Regions from separate parts of the Mus musculus genome. Here region 1 is linked to region 2. Evidence: chromatin contacts called from public Hi-C data. All regions are on one chromosome and are shown on one strand. Each heading gives the region's core, a stretch centred on a gene start, on an enhancer-like site or on the middle of the called end of the contact. The rest is flanking DNA. Distances are from core to core; before and after follow the strand shown.

What was found. Hi-C and Micro-C count contacts between places; a contact is called where the count stands out from the background.
Region 1: a contact with region 2 is called in a Hi-C map of the G1E-ER4 cell line, with 3 times the contacts expected there. The contact joins two enhancer-like sites. A contact is called at or near these places in 14 of 39 promoter capture datasets (the 3T3-L1 cell line, the C10 cell line, the HPC-7 cell line and 10 more), 3 of 15 datasets of contacts at CTCF or cohesin (the G1E-ER4 cell line, pro-B cells and stem cell-derived epiblast-like cells), 55 of 484 Hi-C or Micro-C datasets (B cells, CD4 T cells, CD4 single positive thymocytes and 32 more), 20 of 115 datasets of contacts at active chromatin or transcription factors (the HL-1 cell line, the HPC-7 cell line, PVALB interneurons and 12 more) and 3 of 9 other capture datasets (adipose tissue, liver and pancreatic islet).

Annotation. Positions count from the first base shown.
Region 1 is chr2:155,626,965-155,631,815 of GRCm38.p6, forward strand. It overlaps Myh7b (myosin, heavy chain 7B, cardiac muscle, beta), which reads left to right. Exons shown (of 42, transcript NM_001085378.2): 25 at 608-850; 26 at 1,529-1,705; 27 at 1,790-1,935; 28 at 2,155-2,245; 29 at 2,327-2,716; 30 at 3,294-3,420; 31 at 3,511-3,629; 32 at 3,717-3,913; 33 at 4,047-4,396; 34 at 4,515-4,639; 35 at 4,750-4,851. Among named protein-coding and RNA genes, the nearest start is that of Mir499, 6.5 kb to the left of the region's middle. Within about 2 kb of position 2,382, at least 91 of the 459 cell types and tissues checked have an H3K27ac peak or open chromatin away from gene starts, as enhancers often do. A contact at or near this core is called in the G1E-ER4 cell line, where this site is marked.
Region 2 is chr2:155,487,825-155,493,115 of GRCm38.p6, forward strand. It overlaps Ggt7 (gamma-glutamyltransferase 7), which reads right to left. Exons shown (of 15, transcript NM_144786.2): 15 at 2,556-3,292. The coding sequence ends at 3,129. Among named protein-coding and RNA genes, the nearest start is that of Ggt7, 24 kb to the right of the region's middle. Within about 2 kb of position 3,812, at least 2 of the 459 cell types and tissues checked have an H3K27ac peak or open chromatin away from gene starts, as enhancers often do. A contact at or near this core is called in the G1E-ER4 cell line, where this site is marked.

The sequences.
Region 1 (4,851 bases), core at 1,132-3,631, 140 kb after region 2:
TACAGACTGTGTGAGCTGCCATGTGGGTGCTGGGAATTGAACCCGGGTCCTCTGGAAGAGCAGCCAGTGCTCTTAACCACTGAGCTGTCTCCCCAGCTCCTACCCAGTATAGGCTTTGAATGACACTTGGATGCCAGCCCCAGGCTGAGGCTGGAGATGATGGTTAGAAAACTCCGCATCCAGCATGAGGGCTTAAGCAGCAGGCAGTGAGGAAACTCTGCCTCCTCCTGAAATGGCCTTTGGTGCTGCCCCCTGGTGGGCAGCGCTGGCCTTGCACCCAACCATACCACCTCTCAGATGGTTGCAGCTCCTTAGCAAGCAAGTGCAGTGGGGCTTTTCTCCTAGAGCTCTGCCTAGGTCTCCTAGGTCACATATGTTGTGGCTAATGTTAATTTTTCACAGTGCCATTTCTGTCTCTGTGTCCCCTGCAACAGTCCCCAGAGCCCAGCAGAGTGTAGGTGCGCCAGCTCCTCGTCTATCGAGTTGAATTGCCAGCATGTGCCTCACTGGAGTTGCCTTTGCATGGTCAAATGGCCTTTCTTCCCCAGGGCTGGCCCTGGCCTCCTGCCGACCGCTCTTTAACTGTCTCCCCACCGCATCCTTTCAGGAGCAGGACAACCTCGCAGATGCAGAGGAGCGCTGCCACTTGCTGATCAAGTCCAAGGTGCAGCTGGAGGCGAAGGTGAAGGAGCTGAGCGAGCGGCTGGAGGACGAGGAGGAAGTGAACGCGGACCTGGCCGCCCGCAGGCGCAAGCTGGAGGACGAGTGCACGGAGCTCAAGAAAGACATCGATGACCTGGAGCTGACGCTGGCCAAGGCCGAGAAAGAGAAACAAGCCACAGAGAACAAGGTGTGGGAAGGGCCTGAGCTGGGGGCCAGTTTTGGTGTTAGGCAACTGCAGGGTTCCTCCCTAAAACCCCGCTCTGCATGGGTACCTGCCATGTAGCCCGAGTCAGGCCACAGAGCCTCTTAAGAACCTCCGTTTTCTGGTCCGTCAAGTGGGGGTACCAGCACTTACATTATTAGGGTGACTAAGGATTTGGATGTAAGTAGCCTTTGCTAAGCACATACTACAGGACCTTGCACACAGAAGGTGCTTAGTAAAGGCTTGCAATGATCATCGGTCCTGGATTGAAAAGCTTGTTGGGGGGAGGGCAGCTTGCCCGAACTGAGAATCCTATCACCGAGAGCCGTGGTTGCCAGCGTTGTGAGTATTGACTTTTACACAGAAGAGGAAACGAGGCTGTTTAGGTTCTTATGGGTGCCAAATATAAGGCCGCGGCTAGGACACAGCTCTCAGAATACCTGTTGCTATTGTAAATGGCTGCCACCCACTAGTCTTTTACTCTGAGCTATGTATGCTTGGGTATGAACCTTTACCCAGCTCAAGGAGGAGGTCAAACCTGTAGGCAGGAATGGTGGAGGCTCAGTATAGCGGCCTGCCTGCATCCTGTAGCTGGAAGGGGTGGCTGCTCAGACCAGCCTAGGGGGAGCACTGTCCTCACAGTGAAATCGGGCCTTGACACAGGTGAAGAACCTGACAGAAGAGATGGCGGCACTGGATGAAGCCGTGGTCCGCCTGACTAAGGAGAAGAAGGCATTGCAGGAGGCTCACCAGCAGGCTCTGGGTGACCTGCAGGCTGAGGAGGACCGTGTGAGCGCACTGGCCAAGGCCAAGATCCGGTTGGAACAGCAAGTGGAGGATGTGAGTTGGAGTCCCTTGGGGGACCCTCAGGGCGGCGACAGTTACACTGGCTTGCTGGAAGCTGAGCCCTACTCTACCCCACAGCTGGAGTGCTCCCTGGAGCAAGAGAAGAAGCTGCGCATGGACACAGAACGCGCCAAGCGCAAACTTGAAGGAGACTTGAAGCTGACGCAGGAGACGGTGACAGACACAACACAAGACAAGCAGCAGTTGGAGGAGAAGTTGAAGAAGTAGGTGTGGGGTAGGCAGGGTCTCTGGGCCTGATGGGCCCTCCTTCTCAGCCCCGTTGCTGTGGGGAGGATACCAGGGCGGAGGTCACGTCCTGCCCTCTCTGGATCAGAGCTATGTACAGCAGAGGCGCAGGATCGAGGCTCCTTAGGACCTCACAGGGGCAGACAGGTGGATAGCAGGTAGGGCCAGGGCTGGCTCACCCCGCCATGCACTCCCAGGAAGGATTCGGAGCTGAGTCAGCTGAACCTGCGGGTGGAGGATGAGCAGCTCGTGGGGGTGCAGCTGCAGAAGAAGATCAAGGAGCTGCAGGTGGGCATTGTGGCCGTGGGGGATGCCCTGGGTGGACCAGGCCTGGTTCAGGGGCTCATGGAGTCGGTACCATCTCCTTAGGCTAGGGCCGAGGAGCTGGAGGAGGAGCTGGAGGCGGAGCGAGCAGCCCGCGCCCGCGTGGAAAAGCAGCGAGCCGAGGCAGCGCGGGAGCTGGAGGAGCTGAGCGAGAGGCTGGAGGAGGCTGGCGGAGCTTCCGCGGGGCAGCGTGAGGGTTGCCGCAAGCGTGAGGCTGAGTTGGGCCGGCTGCGGCGGGAGCTGGAGGAGGCAGTTCTGAGGCACGAGGCCACTGTGGCTGCCCTGCGCCGCAAGCAGGCCGATAGCGCTGCAGAGCTGAGCGAGCAGGTGGACAGCCTGCAGCGCATCCGGCAGAAACTGGAAAAGGAGAAGAGCGAGCTGCGCATGGAGGTGGACGATCTGGGCGCCAGCGTGGAAACTCTGGCCCGTGGCAAGGTCTGCCTCCTTCCCGCCTCGAAATCAGTTTTGACTCTACACTGACCCTATCCCCCCCCGACCCCCCTTCCCCAATGCTCTGGTCACTTCATGACAATACTCCGCCGCAATGACCTCCTGACCCCTGGATGTTTAACCTGATGTCTAACCCCCAGCTCCGCAGCAGTCCTGACCTCTAACCCCGAGTGCTCACTTTCATTCCTTGGCTTGGGTTGCTCTGGTTCCCACCCAAACCTCAGCCCTTCCAACAGGAGTGTGACCCCAGCTCTTGACTCCTGAATTCAGACTTAGCACCTGCCCTAACACTCTTCTTGTCCCAATTTTGGACGCCCCCACCCCCACCCCAAAATCCTGACACCTGTTCCCAGATCTAGTTCCTAATACTGACTCACTGACCCTGGGATGGGTCCCGAGACTCCCAATTTGTGCCCACAGTAGGAACCCAGACCCTGAACCTGGAACTCGAGTCTGGTCTCATACCTAGTGTTCTAGGTCCCAGTCCCAGTCTCTTGCCTGGCAGCCCCTGGATCCCCCTTGGATGCACAAACTTGTCTCGATCTCTGACTCTGGGTTCCAGGCCAGTGCGGAAAAGCTGTGTCGGACCTATGAGGACCAGCTGAGCGAGGCCAAAATCAAAGTGGAGGAGCTGCAGCGACAGCTGGCCGACGCCAGCACCCAGCGGGGGCGGTTACAAACGGAGAATGGTGAGGCCCGGGTTTCGCTGAGCTATGCCAGGTAGGGGTTAGGTGCTGCGCCTCGACCGACTGTGGGCCTGCTGGCCCCTTCGCCTGCAGGGGAGCTGGGCCGCCTGCTGGAGGAGAAGGAGTCCATGATCAGCCAGCTGAGCCGCGGGAAGACCTCAGCAGCGCAGAGTCTGGAGGAACTTCGGCGGCAGCTGGAGGAAGAAAGCAAGGTGGGCAGGAATTGGCAACCGTGGGGCGGAGGTGGGCGCTGGGGCCATTAGCTTGGATTGATGGCGAGGCCACTGCTGTCCCTGCAGGCCAAGGGTGCGCTGGCTCATGCAGTGCAGGCCCTGCGGCACGACTGCGACCTCCTCCGAGAGCAGCACGAGGAAGAGTCTGAGGCTCAGGCTGAGCTGCAGCGGCTGCTGTCCAAAGCCAACGCGGAGGTGGCCCAGTGGCGGAGCAAGTATGAAGCAGATGCCATCCAAAGGACGGAGGAGCTGGAGGAGGCCAAGTGAGTAGCTGGCACCTAGACCACGATCCAAGGGGGACTCTGGCCTGTGCCCCCTGTGTGGTGGTGGGGATTCTGGCGTCCTTTCCCCAGGCTCCTTTGGTACATAAGCCACCCTGCCTGGTCTGCGGTCCAGGAAGAAGCTGGCCCTGCGGCTGCAAGAGGCAGAAGAAGGCGTAGAGGCCGCAAATGCCAAATGCTCCTCACTGGAGAAGGCCAAGCTGCGGCTGCAGACAGAGTCGGAGGATGTGACCTTGGAGCTGGAGCGGGCCACCTCGGCCGCCGCAGCCCTGGATAAGAAGCAGCGGCACTTGGAGCGGGCGCTGGAGGAGCGGAGGCGGCAGGAGGAGGAGATGCAGCGGGAACTCGAGGCGGCACAGAGGGAGGCTCGAGGTCTGGGGACAGAGCTCTTTCGACTGCGACATAGCCACGAGGAAGCGCTTGAGGCTCTGGAGACACTCAAGCGGGAGAACAAGAATCTGCAGGGTAGGGCCGTTGGCCCAGAGCACTGAAGGCTCGATCACCCTGGACTTGGGGTGAAGGAAGGGAGCTGGCTCAGAGCAGAGGTGGGGGGCGAGTCCTCAGTGCTCTGTTCACCCTGCAGAGGAGATCAGTGACCTTACAGACCAGGTCAGCCTCAGCGGGAAGAGCATCCAGGAACTGGAGAAGGCCAAGAAGGCGCTGGAAGGGGAGAAGAGTGAGCTGCAAGCTGCACTGGAGGAGGCTGAGGTCAGGGCTGGTCACGGGTGGGTAGACTCTGCTCCATGGCTCCCTAGCTTCGTTGCTCCTCAAATACGTGCCGAGGCCCCTCACTGCCACTGCTTGATCAACATCTCTAGGGGGCACTGGAGTTGGAAGAGACAAAGACTCTACGGATCCAGTTGGAGTTGTCCCAGGTCAAGGCAGAGGTGGACCGGAAGCTGGCGGAGAAGGACGAGGAG
Region 2 (5,291 bases), core at 2,562-5,061:
AAGATATATAAGGAAGAGATCAATAAAGTTGACTAGTGCAATAATGATCATTTAAAACTTTCCCTACTATCAAGCAACGGGCTGGAGATTCTCTAAGAGCTGACCACAGTTGGTAGTGATCACCTGGCATGTACAAACCCTAAAGTTAGTCCCCAGCACCACAGAAACCAGCCATGGTAGCACTTGACTGTAAGCTAAACCTAAGACCTTTGGAGGGAGAGGCAGGAAGACAGGAGTTCAAGATCACCCTCAGCTGCACAGTAAATCTGAGGTCCCATCAAAGAAAACAGTAAAGGAAATGCCAAGAATTACTGAGGAAGTACTTTTAACTTTATGTGAGGCCTGAGACATTCTTCAAAGTACCAAGTTTCTTATCTCATTTCATAGTTAGCCAAGGTCATATTCTTAATATAGTGAGGCAAATTTTCCAATGTTCCTTGTGCTATCACAAGATAGTACGGTCTACATAAACTAAAGATGACTAGGGGTAAATCTCAGTCAGCACTGGTCTTGTCTTTTTCACCAGCGTCTCCTGTGCCTTGGGCCTTGCATGACAGAGTAGACATGTAATATATTTCGTGGAATAAAATGTACTGTTACACAAACTTCATTCTCTCTCTCTCTCTCTCTCTCTCTCTCTCTCTCTCTCTCTCACACACACACACACACACACACACACACACACTTACACACTTTGTTGAGACAGAGTTTCTTTGTGTAGCCTTGGCTGTCTCAGAACTCAACTGTAGACTAAGCTAGCCTGGAACTCAGAGATTAGCCTGCCTCTGCCTCCTGAGTGTTGAGATTAAAGGCATTCCTACCACTGCCCAGCCCAGACTGGCCTTGAAACTATGATCCTTCCGTCTCAATCTCCCAAGTATTAGAACAGTATTGAAACAGATTTCCTCAGTCATCAGACTCTTAGTATTCAAGAGTCTTAGCTGGATGCAGTGGCCCGTGCCTACAATCCAAGTTCTCAGGCGGCAATGGCAGAGGACTGCTGGGAATTCCAGCGGCCAGAGGAGTAAAAGGTAGCAATTATGAAACATAGGACCATTTTTACTGTTTAAATATAATCTATAAATGTGCAGAAAAAGGAAGCTCAGAGGACCATGCTATCTTGCTGACAGTACAATTCTTGGAGAGTGGGTTCTTTAGGAGGGTAGATAAACTATACTACATATCTCTGAGGTAACTGATATTTTAATAATTGTTACATCTTTAACGTACCTAAGAGGCATACTACAGAGCTTATTGTGATGACACTGTACCTTTCTCATCTGTAACAAGTTCCTGTTCGCTTGTTTTATATTCTGTGGTGGTGGGGATAGAACCTGGGACTCTGTGCATGCTGGGGGGGGTGGGGGGGTGCGCTAACCACTAAGCCACCTCCACATCTCTTTGTTTAATGTTTGTCATATTTAGGGCTGATGTCTAATGCCTGAAATATAGTGGATAGTAAGACAAACATGGTAGTTTAAATGGGAACGGCCCCATGGGTTCCTATGTTTGAATAGTTAGTCTCCAGTTGGTGGAACTGAATGGGAAGGATTAAGGGTAGCCTTGTTGGAAGAATGGTGTCACTGGGGTTGCATTCCCAGTACTCTCTCTGTCTCTCTGCAAATCAAGATGTGAGCTCACAGCTGCTCTTTCAGCCCTCAGTTGGCACATCACCATCAAAGACTCTAACACTCTGGAGCCTTGAGCCCAATTAAAGTCTTTCTTTTTAAGCTGTTTTAGCCATGGTGTTTTGTCACGATAGTAGAAAATAACACAGCATGTACAAATAACATTACATATGAAAGGTACTTGTCATGTGAACCATTATTCTTACCAAAGAACTCACCCAATAGATGTGAAAGTGGTGAAGAACACAAGTTGTAGAGTCAGACATCCTGAGTCTGAACCCAGGTTCTTCTATTTACCAGGTAAGAAACTTTGGACAAGTCCTTTAAACAACTTTTTGCCCATATTTCACCATAATTCATCTGTCTCAGGAGCTTTGTGACAAAGATTAGGGAAGATTATCTTCATCAAGTGCTAAGCCTTAAGTGCACTTAATAGTATCTACAATAAGAGTTATTATTTGTAATTGCTAGTATAGTTTTGGCAACAAAATCCCTACAAAGTTGATTCCAGGTTGTCCAGGAGTCTTTTAAGATGGGGTGAGCCAACGTATCGTCTCTTCCTCCTACTTCCAACACCATGGTTGGATTCTTGGTCTCTAGCTGGGCATATCTTGACATTTTTGGAGTTTATAGAACCCCTGGAGGTGAGGCCTAGCTGCGGGAGGGAAGAGGCTGTCTGGAGAATAAGGCTTGAGGTTTAACTACTGATGTTGTCTCTGCCTCCTGATCTGCCCTGGTGTGAGCAAGCTCCCCGGCCATAGCTAGGAGCTGTTTTGTCACCAAGCCACCCCTGCCTGATGGACCAGCTCCTCTTAAACTGCAAGCCAATGCAAATCTTTTCTCTCTTATGTCACACCTTGCCAGGGATTCTATCAGGGCGATTAGAAAGCAATTATTACATCAGTTAAACAGAAATCAAGCCAGAGTCAGGGTTAAGCAATATTCTTTCTTTAATTCCCCATTGCAAATGGAAGCCCCTGAGCTGATACCCACCCCACCCCTGTGTGGCTGCCTGGGGACCTTCAAATGCAAGGCCCCTGCCTCAACCTGGTGGAAGGCGAGGATTACCTCTCCCCATAATGGCCAATTTTTTAAAAAATCCTAGTCACTTAAGAAATGGGGCCAGATACAGGAAAAGGGAGCTGGAAGACAAGGCCTAGGTCAGACCAGTCTGAAGGTGTTGGGATAGTGAGACCCTTGAGAAGGGTTTGCAAGCACATCCCTAAGCTCAAGGATAGCATGGCTGAAAGAGGAGAGGAGACAGACAATCTGACTCCTCAAGGTCCTGCCTGCCTGGTCATGGACACTGATGTCATCATTCCCACCAAAGGCCTCCAGTTGGAGAATTTTCCAGTTACTCTGGGATAGGGTTTGCTAAGCATCCCCTTTGGCCCCTAATCTGAGGCATCCATGGGGTCCCCCTGAGACCAAACCTGGGAGAAAGAGGGACTCTGGGAACATGCAAAGGCGGGGAGCAGAGATCCCGCCCAGCCCAATGCTCTACAGGATGGTGGCTCCAGCTGCATCCGGGCTCCGAGGGTCCTTCACACCGATGATGAAGGTGTTGGTTCTCCGACTGCCGTGGACCCAGGATAAGACATCTACCTTCTCCACGTGGTGACCCCTGGCTTCCAGGAACTCAATCTCTTCCTCAGTGAACTCACCTGCAAACCATCCCCGCAGCATACATGCGTTAGAGTGCTGACTCAGGGACCTTACTATCAGATCTGAGTAATGGTCTTAGCTGTTTCAACAGCAGGAACTGCATGACTTTGCATAAATTGCTTTACTTCCCTGAGCCTCAGTGTCCTCATGCACAGAGTGGGGGGATTGCAGAGAACTTACTATATAAAGTTGTTTATGTCCATAAAGGGCTTAAAGGAGATAATGCATAGGAAGCACTGAGCTTGGAGCCTTATAATCAGTCAGTGGTAACAATAAGTAGTCATTCTTGGTTTGTTTTGTGTTTTTGTTTTTCGAGACAGGGTCTCTCTATAAGTAGCCCTGGCTGTCCTGGAACTCACTCTGTAGATCAGTTTGGCCTCAAACTCACAGAGATCCTCCTGCCTCTGCCTCCTAAGTGCTGGGATTAAAGGCATGCACCACCACCGCTCAGCCTAAGCAGGCATTCTTAAAATGGCAGGAGGCCTGGGCGCTATTGCTAAGTGGTCATCATTACCCATGAGGATTACTGCATGGCCTACTTAATGCTCACCCAGCCCTGCCTTCTTTTTAGCTCTACACAGGAGCCAAAGGGGCTCTTCTCCCACTCAAAACCCTCCAACAGCTCTGACAGGTCGTAAAATAAAAGTCAACGTCCACCTAAGCCCCTAGGGCCCACCTAAGCCTCTAGGGCCCGCCAGTCCCTTTCTAAAGTCTTCTCCTGAGTTCCTTCTGGTCTCCACTTTGCTTAACTGTTCTGGCCTTACTGGAATCCTCTCTGTCTCTCCAGCCACACTGGCAACCTTACTGTCTCTCCAGGACAGGCCTTTGTACCCAATATTGTTTCAGTTTAGAATGCTTTCCCCTTGATGGTCACACAGTTGGCTCCTTTACGTCATTCCTGTTCTTGGTCAAAGGCACATCTTTGAGACTTTCCCCAACATCTAGAATATCAGTCTCTGTCAGGATTATCCTGCTTTCTTTCCCCTTTCTCTTCTTTTTGAAATGGGAGTCTTATGTAGCCATGGCTGACCTCAGACTCACTATGTCCCTAGGTAGCCAAAGATGACCTTGAACTTCTGGTCCTCCTACCTCCACTGTCCAAGGGCAAGCACCACTAGGTCAAGTTTTTATTGTACTTGGGTAGAACCTAGTGCCTCGTTCTGAGCAAGCACCTACCAACTGACTTCATTCCTAGTCATATCCTGCTATTCTATTCTGTTTGTTCTGTTCTGTTTTGTTTGTTTGAGAGAGTGTCTCATTGTGGCCTGGAAGTTCTCTGTAGACCAGGCTGGACATGAACTCACAGAGATGTGCCTGCTTCTACCTCTTGAGTGCTGGGATTAAAGACATGCACCAGCAAACCCTGCTTTCCCCTACCCCGCCCCCAAATAATTCACTACTGTTTCTATTGATGGACTGTATCTCTCCTTAATTTAAGGTCTTTAAATGTCAGGCTGCCTTATTTGTGATTGCTTCCCGGTGTTTATAGAAGGCCAGTACACTGTAAAAATTAAATTTATATTTGTGAGACTGTGGTTGGTTCAGGAAGAAGTGTATCTGTAGATATACAGAGTGATGGAGTGGTGGCATAAAGTCACAAAGGTGCCAGGTAACCTCAGGAAACAGCTGGTCTCCAATGCCATTCTTTCTGGGTCTTTCACAGATTGTCCCTCCTGCCCAGAAAGTCTGCTATCACTACATGCCAAATACCCACTCCTAATTCAAGGCCCATCCAGTCACCACCTCCACTGTGAAGCCATGAGTGTCTTCATCTTCAAAATGAAGCTTTGTTGTTAGGGAAAACTCTGCCTCCTCACCATCAAGCCCTGAGGTCCATGATCCTGTCCCTGCTCTCCTTTCTAATCTCAATGTCTCCTCACCCACCCTGGCCTCTTTTTATTTCTCAAAAACATGAAACTGAACTTGCTCCAAGTTCTTGGTACCTGTTCTCTTAGTCTACAAAGCTCTGCCCCAGTTTCGTTGTGGGGGGTGTGCAGG